Regions from separate parts of the Mus musculus genome. Here region 2 is linked to region 1. A link is a contact called in public Hi-C data. All regions are on one chromosome and are shown on one strand. Each heading gives the region's core, a stretch centred on a gene start, on an enhancer-like site or on the middle of the called end of the contact. The rest is flanking DNA. Distances are from core to core; before and after follow the strand shown. Region 1 overlaps Pex14 (peroxisomal biogenesis factor 14). Region 2 overlaps Pex14 (peroxisomal biogenesis factor 14).

Region 1 (3,517 bases), core at 634-3,133:
TCTGCCCTTATGCTTTGAGGCCATTGTTAAGTGAAATAAGGCTCACTTAGACTCTGCAGTGAGATACTAAGACAGTCTGAGAGAGAGCTGAGATGGTGATCAGTACATGAAGGGCAAGTAGCATGTCGGCGTGGATGCGCTGTCCTGGGGGTGGGGTGGGGGGGGTCAGAGCGCATGGCTGAGATTCCATCCATCCTGCTGCTTAGCGTGCTGTACACTCCAAGGCCTCTGGGCTGTTTTTTTTCTGGATTTTTCTGTTTACAGTTTTCAGAACACAGTTGGAGAAAGGAAACACAATAAATGTTGCACGGGCCTACATGTGCTGGTCGGTGTGAACTGGAGCCTGCCCTGCGGTGGGCATTAGATGCTCATTCCAGATCCTCAACCAAATGGCAAATTTAGAAGTTCTCCTTCTAAAGCTCCCTTGGCCTCTGCAGCCCTTGGAAGGGTGTGCCCACCAGGGCTTGCCAGTGCTCTCCTAGAATAGAGTTGCAACCGTGTTACTTCCCACTGTGGAGGGCAAGGGCTCCAGGCCCCTGGCCTGTCTTCTCCACCCCACTCACTCTGCCTCCAGGAGACAAGCCTTGGTCCTTGGCAGACTTGTGTCTTCATAGCCTAAGGAATGAGCAGAGCAGAGAGGCCCAGGTTTATCATTGACCCCTGGTTTGTCCTCCATGTGGTGTGCGCACACTAACCGGCCTCTAGAATGATCCTGTTCCTTGATCTCATGAGGCCAGGCCAAAGGTCCTTCTGTCCCCTCTGCCTTCTGACCTCCATGGCTGGGCACTAGGCTCACAGCTGGATACCTCTTCCCAGCATCTCACGGTCAGATCACTTCCATCTCAAGTGAGGCAGACAGTTCTGGGACCTTGGAAAGAAGAGAGGGCAGAGCCGAGCCCTGATGTTCTGATGGTCACGTGCTTTCTGCAGCTGTGTGTCTCACTGGCCTGTCCGCTGCGACACTCCTGGGCAGAGACCTGTTCTAGTTTCTTCTTCCTTCCTTTCTACCCCAGGCCCCAGAGGCTCCCGATGGCGAGATTATGGTGCCTTGGCTATCATCATGGCAGGAATTGCATTTGGCTTTCACCAACTCTACAAGGTAAGTGGCCTCTCAGGGCCACCATGTTATGCCCTGCCACCCTTTGGTATTCCTCCCTCCTCCCTCCTCTGTCCTCCCTCCTGGCCCCTGGCTTATTATGTACACAGGCATTCAGAGCACAGCGGCTGTGGTGGAAGCAGGGAGCACAGCAGGAGAGACATGAATGCACACAGCACTGCTGCTTCACCTCGCCACCCTGACTCCCACCCGCAGTATGACCTGATGGCCGGCTGGCTCAAGTATTTAGAGCAGTGCCTGGCACCACTGAGAAACATGCAGATTGCAGAAGCAGAGCGATTTAGTCGTTACGGGCTTGCACATCAGAGCCTAGCTATATGTGTTGAACCTGACTCTGTCCCAGAGTACAGCTCCATCCATAAGATGTTCCTGAGACAGATAGTCCGACTTTGCAGTGTTGTGAAAGTGTGCCTGCCCATATCAGTCGGTACTGTGAGTACGATACTCAGAAAAGGAACAGAGGCAGTGAGCACCAACAGAGGCTTTGATTTTAATGGGTTTGCCCAGCTGCTCCAGCAATAGTCTGAGCACACTGAAGGCAGAGCGGGAGCACAGGTCAGGAGTATGAGTGCATCTTCTCCATGTGATGGCTTCCAGCATCTGCAGAACTGGCCTCAGGGTTTCAGGGAAGGCCAGGAGTCAGTCCTGGAATAGTGCTGGAGCAGTGTTGGCTCCCTGCCTGCTGGCACGTGGGAAGCCCCATAGATGCCCTTGTTCCACCCTGGTATTTACAACTGGCTCAGGAAGCACACTTCTTGTTTTCTGTGGACTGTGGTAGCATCTGTATAAATGTGGGAGTTTCCCTGGGCCTTTTGAGTCAGCGAGCCCTCAAGAGCTCGTAGCTCACGATGCTCACAGCAGAACTAAAGGCACTGAACCAACATTTCCTCCCAATACCAGTGGAAAGGCCTGTCCTTGCTTTGGAGAAACTAATCTACAAGATGCACAGCCTGGATGGCCCCACATTTAGGCCTGCTTACCCTGGAGAGAAGTCATGTTCTCCACTGACGCCTCCCACTAATCCAGCCTGCATTTAGTGACTGTTTTTCTTTTCTTTTCTTTTTCTCTTTTTTCTTCTTTAAAGGACTCTACTGAATTCCCAGGCTTGCAGTGTATCTTTGAGCACATGAAATGTATTTAAACCTTGTTTAAACCTTAGATTCTTAGTTTTTTACTTCCTACAATAGCTAATGACAGAGTTGTGGCAGAATGTAACTCTTCAGGATAGTGCCTGATGCCAAAATAAGAAATGCCTGTGCAGGAATTCAGAAGCAAATTGTTGTCAGGCCTGGAACTCCCCCCTGAGCGTCTGTGGAGCCTGTGTGGGGCAGCCTTTCTTAGCCCACTAGCTGCAGACAGGTACCAGCAGAGTTCACAAGTACCAGGGTCCTGTGAGCAGCTCACAAGTGTCTCATCACAGTGGCAACCCCACAGAACAGGAGGTGTGGCACCTTGGTTCAGATATGACAGAGATTGTCATCTGTTTCCATGGAGCTCTGGCCACCAGCCTGTGTTTTACAAAGAAAGGAAACATTGAAATGTTGGTCACAATGGTGTCGTGTCTTCAGCATGTTAGTAGTATTCTTTAAGTATAGAAAAGTGGAGCTGTCTTGCTTTGCACAAACACAGACTTAGCCAGATCAGCGGCAACACTTCCCGCTCACGGGCTCTGGCCTCAGGGATGGGGGTCGCTGGTTATACAGCTGAGAATTTCTTGACTTTTATACTTTGGAAGCGTCAGGCTGCAGTTGATGAGTTTCGCTCAGTTGTGGGTAATAACTCACATTGTGGCTGCAAAGCACTTTGCGAAATAGAAACTGCTTCTGTGCATGTGCTAAATGACAAGCTCACTCTGAGTCTCTCCTGAAATGAGTTCTCCCACAAACCCCTGAGAGACCTGCTTCTCTTCCCTAGCACAGAGCCAACCGGCAGTGGAGAACAGTCCCTCTTTGACCTGTCTGGGACCCTACGTTCCCTCTGGGCAGCACCTGCCAGGCTCCTGTGGTTAGCTGAGTAGTGTGCTCTAGGGTTGGAGTGGACTGTGCCCCCTCGACTGGGGACCTAACAACTCTACCTCAGCCCTTGTTGTACATCAGCGTCCCAAGCCCTACAGGTGTGCCCTCGCCTTCCTAATGATGGAGAGGCTGGTTCCAGGACCCTTGTTTGGTGGCTTTGCAGTCACCAGCTTTGGCTTTCTGTGTCCCTTTCCCTCGGCCCCACCTTTGGGTTCTGGGAGGATATAGGCTGTCCTGGCTCTCTTTGTGAAGTGCGCACCTCCTGCTGTAGGGTGCTTTCCCTGTGCATGCCTTACCCTACCATGGAAGATGAACGATCCCGGGCGTCTGTTGATTTTCCTCTGGTTTCTCCAGTAATGCTGTGTTTACTCAAACCTAATACTGT
Region 2 (3,517 bases), core at 649-3,148, 93 kb before region 1:
TTATACTCACCGAGCTGTATACCAGCTGGGAAGTGGTTTCTTGAAACCTTTGGTTTTCTTTACCTTTCTGTCTGCTGAGTCCAAGTAAAGGTGTCTCTGTGAACACCCAGTTAGCTTCCTTTTAATTGCTGCTGATCTGCAGTCTACACAAAGCACAAAGCAGAGGAAACTGCATTTTACATTAGGCCACCGGGCACAAGGGTGGGGATTTTAGTTGTTCGAGTAGTGAAGGAGTCTATGTTACATGGATGTGTGTCCACATGGGACACATTTGCGTCTGCTTTTCCCAGGTATTTGGCGTATAGACACCTTGCTAACCCTGCTATGGGGTGGCTGTGTACTGTGTTTCTTAGCTCTTGAGTGGTACTCAGTCCACACTTTAGGACCTAAGTGAGTGTGTGTGCTCACTTACACAGGCTGGAGATGCATTGCACAGTTGCTGCCTGGCTTCCTGCTGGGAACCTAGGGTGCAGCGTTCCCACTGGGGTGCCCATATACTGATGTTCAGTGGAGCATTGCCACTTGGGCAGTATAAAGAGGGCATTTATGAACAGGAGCATCAGAGGAAGCATTATAACCGAGACCTTTATAGCCTTTCCATTATTATGGTTTAAATCTTGACAGTATTTATTTGCAGTGACACTGGGACCAGTAAAGCCAGCGCTCGCTCCCACCTCCTCGCTCTTCCTTTCCCACATCCTGTCCTGAAGCTGTCCTGCACGACCGAGTGTGCGGACAGAGCAGCTTGCTTTCAGTTTGTCTAGAAACAGTCCCGTTGACTCAGGCTGGAAGCCAGAAGACTCCCCGTCTGTTTGTCTCACTGCAACTGTTGTTTCACAAACGCCCCGAAAGCTGCGAGCTGCGGATGCCAGCGAGAGGGCTGTCTTTCTGCGCGAGCTCCCTCACCTCTCGTCTGTCTTTCCCTTTCTTTACCCCTCTTTCCTCTCGGAATTATTTTCTCTTTCACTACCCTCTCTCTGTCTGTCCCTCCCTGCCTCCTGCTCACCTTTGATGACTGTGGTGGCATGTGTAGGTGACTGTGGTGGCATGTGTAGGTGACCGTGGTGGCATGTGTAGGTGACCGTGGTGGCATGTGTAGGTGATGGGGTTTTGGCTGACGTCATGGTGTACTCTTTCAAGCTTTAGTGCTATTTGATTGAAAGTGTGTACTTCCCAGCTAAAACATTTGTTTAGATTTGTTTCATGTGTGTATGTACACCACAGGTGTGTGTGCCCGAGATACTTGGAGGTCAGACCCCCTGGAGCAGGAGTTAGGGATGGCTGTGAGCTTCCATGTACGTGCTGGGAACCAAACCTGGGTCCTCTGAGAGAGGATCAAATGCTGCTTGTTAACCACTGAGCCATCTCTCTAGCTCCAGTTGTCACCTTTTTGTTGTCTGTTGTAGAAATGGAGGTGTCGTTGCATGTCAGGGTTTATAGAGTACTCATTGGGTTTAGTGCTGGAAGCCAGGTGCTGTGCCAAGTCATAGCAGTAACTCAGTGGCATGACTTCATAATTCGTAAGACAAGAGGCATTCTGTGCCTAGTCTTTAAGTCTGTTTCCCCCACCAAAAGGCTGCCACAATCACAGAAGGACCAGTTGCACGGAAACTTACTCAAGTGGCTTCTAAGTAGGACTATGACTTTTAGGGGCCATAGGACCTATGACCTGTAGGGACTGAGTGAGGCCTGTGACCTCTAAGGCACACTTTGTCTTACCTGTAAGACCGTAGCAAAGTGTATATTGTTCTTCGAGGCCCTGGATCATTAACCTCCAATCCTGAAGGTGCTCTGTAACTGGAACTGTGATGTGAAGAGCAGGTATCTGTGGGCGGGGTGGCGGAATCTCTGACTGTACTTACTAGGGATTTCAGTCAGGGCTTGGAGAATCTCTTCCTGATATCTGACACTGTGGCACTTGACTGAGTCACCTGATTGATGACATGAGCATCCCTGGGTGTTAAACACCTGGCCAGGGAAACAGAGACTCTCTTCGGACTTACTCAAAGAATGGCAGACAGATTGTCGGATTTTAATGAAGATGGGGTGGGTCCCTGCTGCTCAGCTGCTTTGGAGCACAACAGTCCCAGTGTTCAGTTCAGGGCGTGTTGTTTGGAAACCCGCTCTGGTGTCAGTGGTTACACTCTCATTTGTCAAACCTTTGAGTCCGTCAGGACAAATCCTAGCAGTAACTTGAGAAGGATAGGAGGAGCCTCTCATTCAGACGCCTCCCATCTTCTTCTTTTTAGAAGATCTGATCTGGTGTTAGCCTTTAGAGGCGTCATCTCCTAAGTTCGGTTGTAATCAAGCTTTCTCCCTGGAAGGAAGGAGACTGCTTTTCCATGACGCGTGTGGGGTGCCGGAAATGTATGGTTTCATCACAGTCTTTAATAAGCCAACGGCTAAGTGCTCTTACACTGTACACTGGATGCCAGTCACACGTCGGCCTGGACTTTCATCCTCCTGGCTGGATGTGGCGCTGGCGATCAGAAAGTCATAAATCTGCTGATCCAGTACTTTAACCTCTCAGGCAGGAGAAGGTGGGAGCAGGCACTACCGTCAAATGCACACACACTTGAGGATGACAGTTTGGACAGAAATTAATCTAAACTATCCTAAAACTTGTGGCCATTTCCATTGGTGTGGGTGGACCTGTAGCTGCTCACGACCTGAGTGGTTACTTGTCTGTCCTGGAGGCGGTCTGTCCAGTCCCCTCAGGAGCTCCCACTTCATTTCCTGCCAGGGCCTATCGTCTCCCTTCCTAGTCAGGGTCTAAGCAGCCTAAGGATCAGTTAGTGTTCGTGGCTTGTTGGTTCCTTGGCGTTGCTGCTGAGCCATCCAGCAGGGGTGCCAATTCTTCCATTTAGCTGACTATTATATAGCCCTTAAAAGGGAAGGGTTTATTTTAGCTGGCTGCTATATTGATTGCTATAGGGACGTTTCTATTTTCACTGGCTGCTATATTGACTGGGAAAGGGAAAGGGGCCGTATTGCCGGGAGCTGTCATATTGACTGTTACAGAAAAGATCTGTATTTAAGCAGTACCAGTGCACTGGGATCCCAGGCAGGATATTAATGCTAATTCATCCGCTCACCCCCTGCCGTGAGTGTTATTTGTTTAAATCTGTAGATTCCCACAGCGCGTTTATATCCTCACTAGAGTGAGCTCCGTTCCCTGTAATTATTTAACATTATATGCTGATATAAATTGTAACAGTTAAAGAATGGTAATGAGTAGCCAAAAAAGAAAAGGAAAGAAAAGAAAAAGAAAAAAAAAAGGAAATGGGAAAACAGAAAAAGGAAATGGAGGCAATATATAAAATAGTCGATCTGTGGGGTAGATAATTGTGTATATTGTGCGCACGTGCATGCATATGTGCATTCAGTGTATGTGTACACGTGCATGCGTATGTGCATTCCGTGCCAGACGTGGCAGAGTCAGGGTCTAAAAGCAGCAGCATGCTTCTGGTTTCCGTTCTCCAGTTCCAGTTGATGGGGTCGGAGCTGCTCAGTCCAG

The links. Hi-C and Micro-C count contacts between places; a contact is called where the count stands out from the background.
Region 2: a contact with region 1 is called in a Hi-C map of Th1 cells, with 2.5 times the contacts expected there. The contact joins two enhancer-like sites. A contact is called at or near these places in 9 of 39 promoter capture datasets (the 3T3-L1 cell line, cranial neural crest, embryonic stem cells and 6 more), 19 of 484 Hi-C or Micro-C datasets (the C2C12 cell line, the G1E-ER4 cell line, Th1 cells and 11 more), 2 of 115 datasets of contacts at active chromatin or transcription factors (both in embryonic stem cells) and 3 of 9 other capture datasets (embryonic stem cells, embryonic tail and embryonic trunk).

The regions. Positions count from the first base shown.
Region 1 is chr4:148,968,132-148,971,648 of GRCm38.p6, reverse strand. It overlaps Pex14 (peroxisomal biogenesis factor 14), which reads left to right. Exons shown (of 9, transcript NM_019781.3): 5 at 1,014-1,099. Gm17029 (a long non-coding RNA gene) reads right to left here. Exons shown (of 3, transcript XR_003955167.1): 2 at 1-3,517. Among named protein-coding and RNA genes, the nearest start is that of Gm17029, 9.7 kb to the right of the region's middle. Within about 2 kb of position 1,883, at least 30 of the 459 cell types and tissues checked have an H3K27ac peak or open chromatin away from gene starts, as enhancers often do. A contact at or near this core is called in Th1 cells, where this site is marked.
Region 2 is chr4:149,061,517-149,065,033 of GRCm38.p6, reverse strand. All of the region lies in intron 2 of Pex14 (peroxisomal biogenesis factor 14), which reads left to right. Among named protein-coding and RNA genes, the nearest start is that of Gm46722, 35 kb to the left of the region's middle. Within about 2 kb of position 1,898, at least 40 of the 459 cell types and tissues checked have an H3K27ac peak or open chromatin away from gene starts, as enhancers often do. A contact at or near this core is called in Th1 cells, where this site is marked.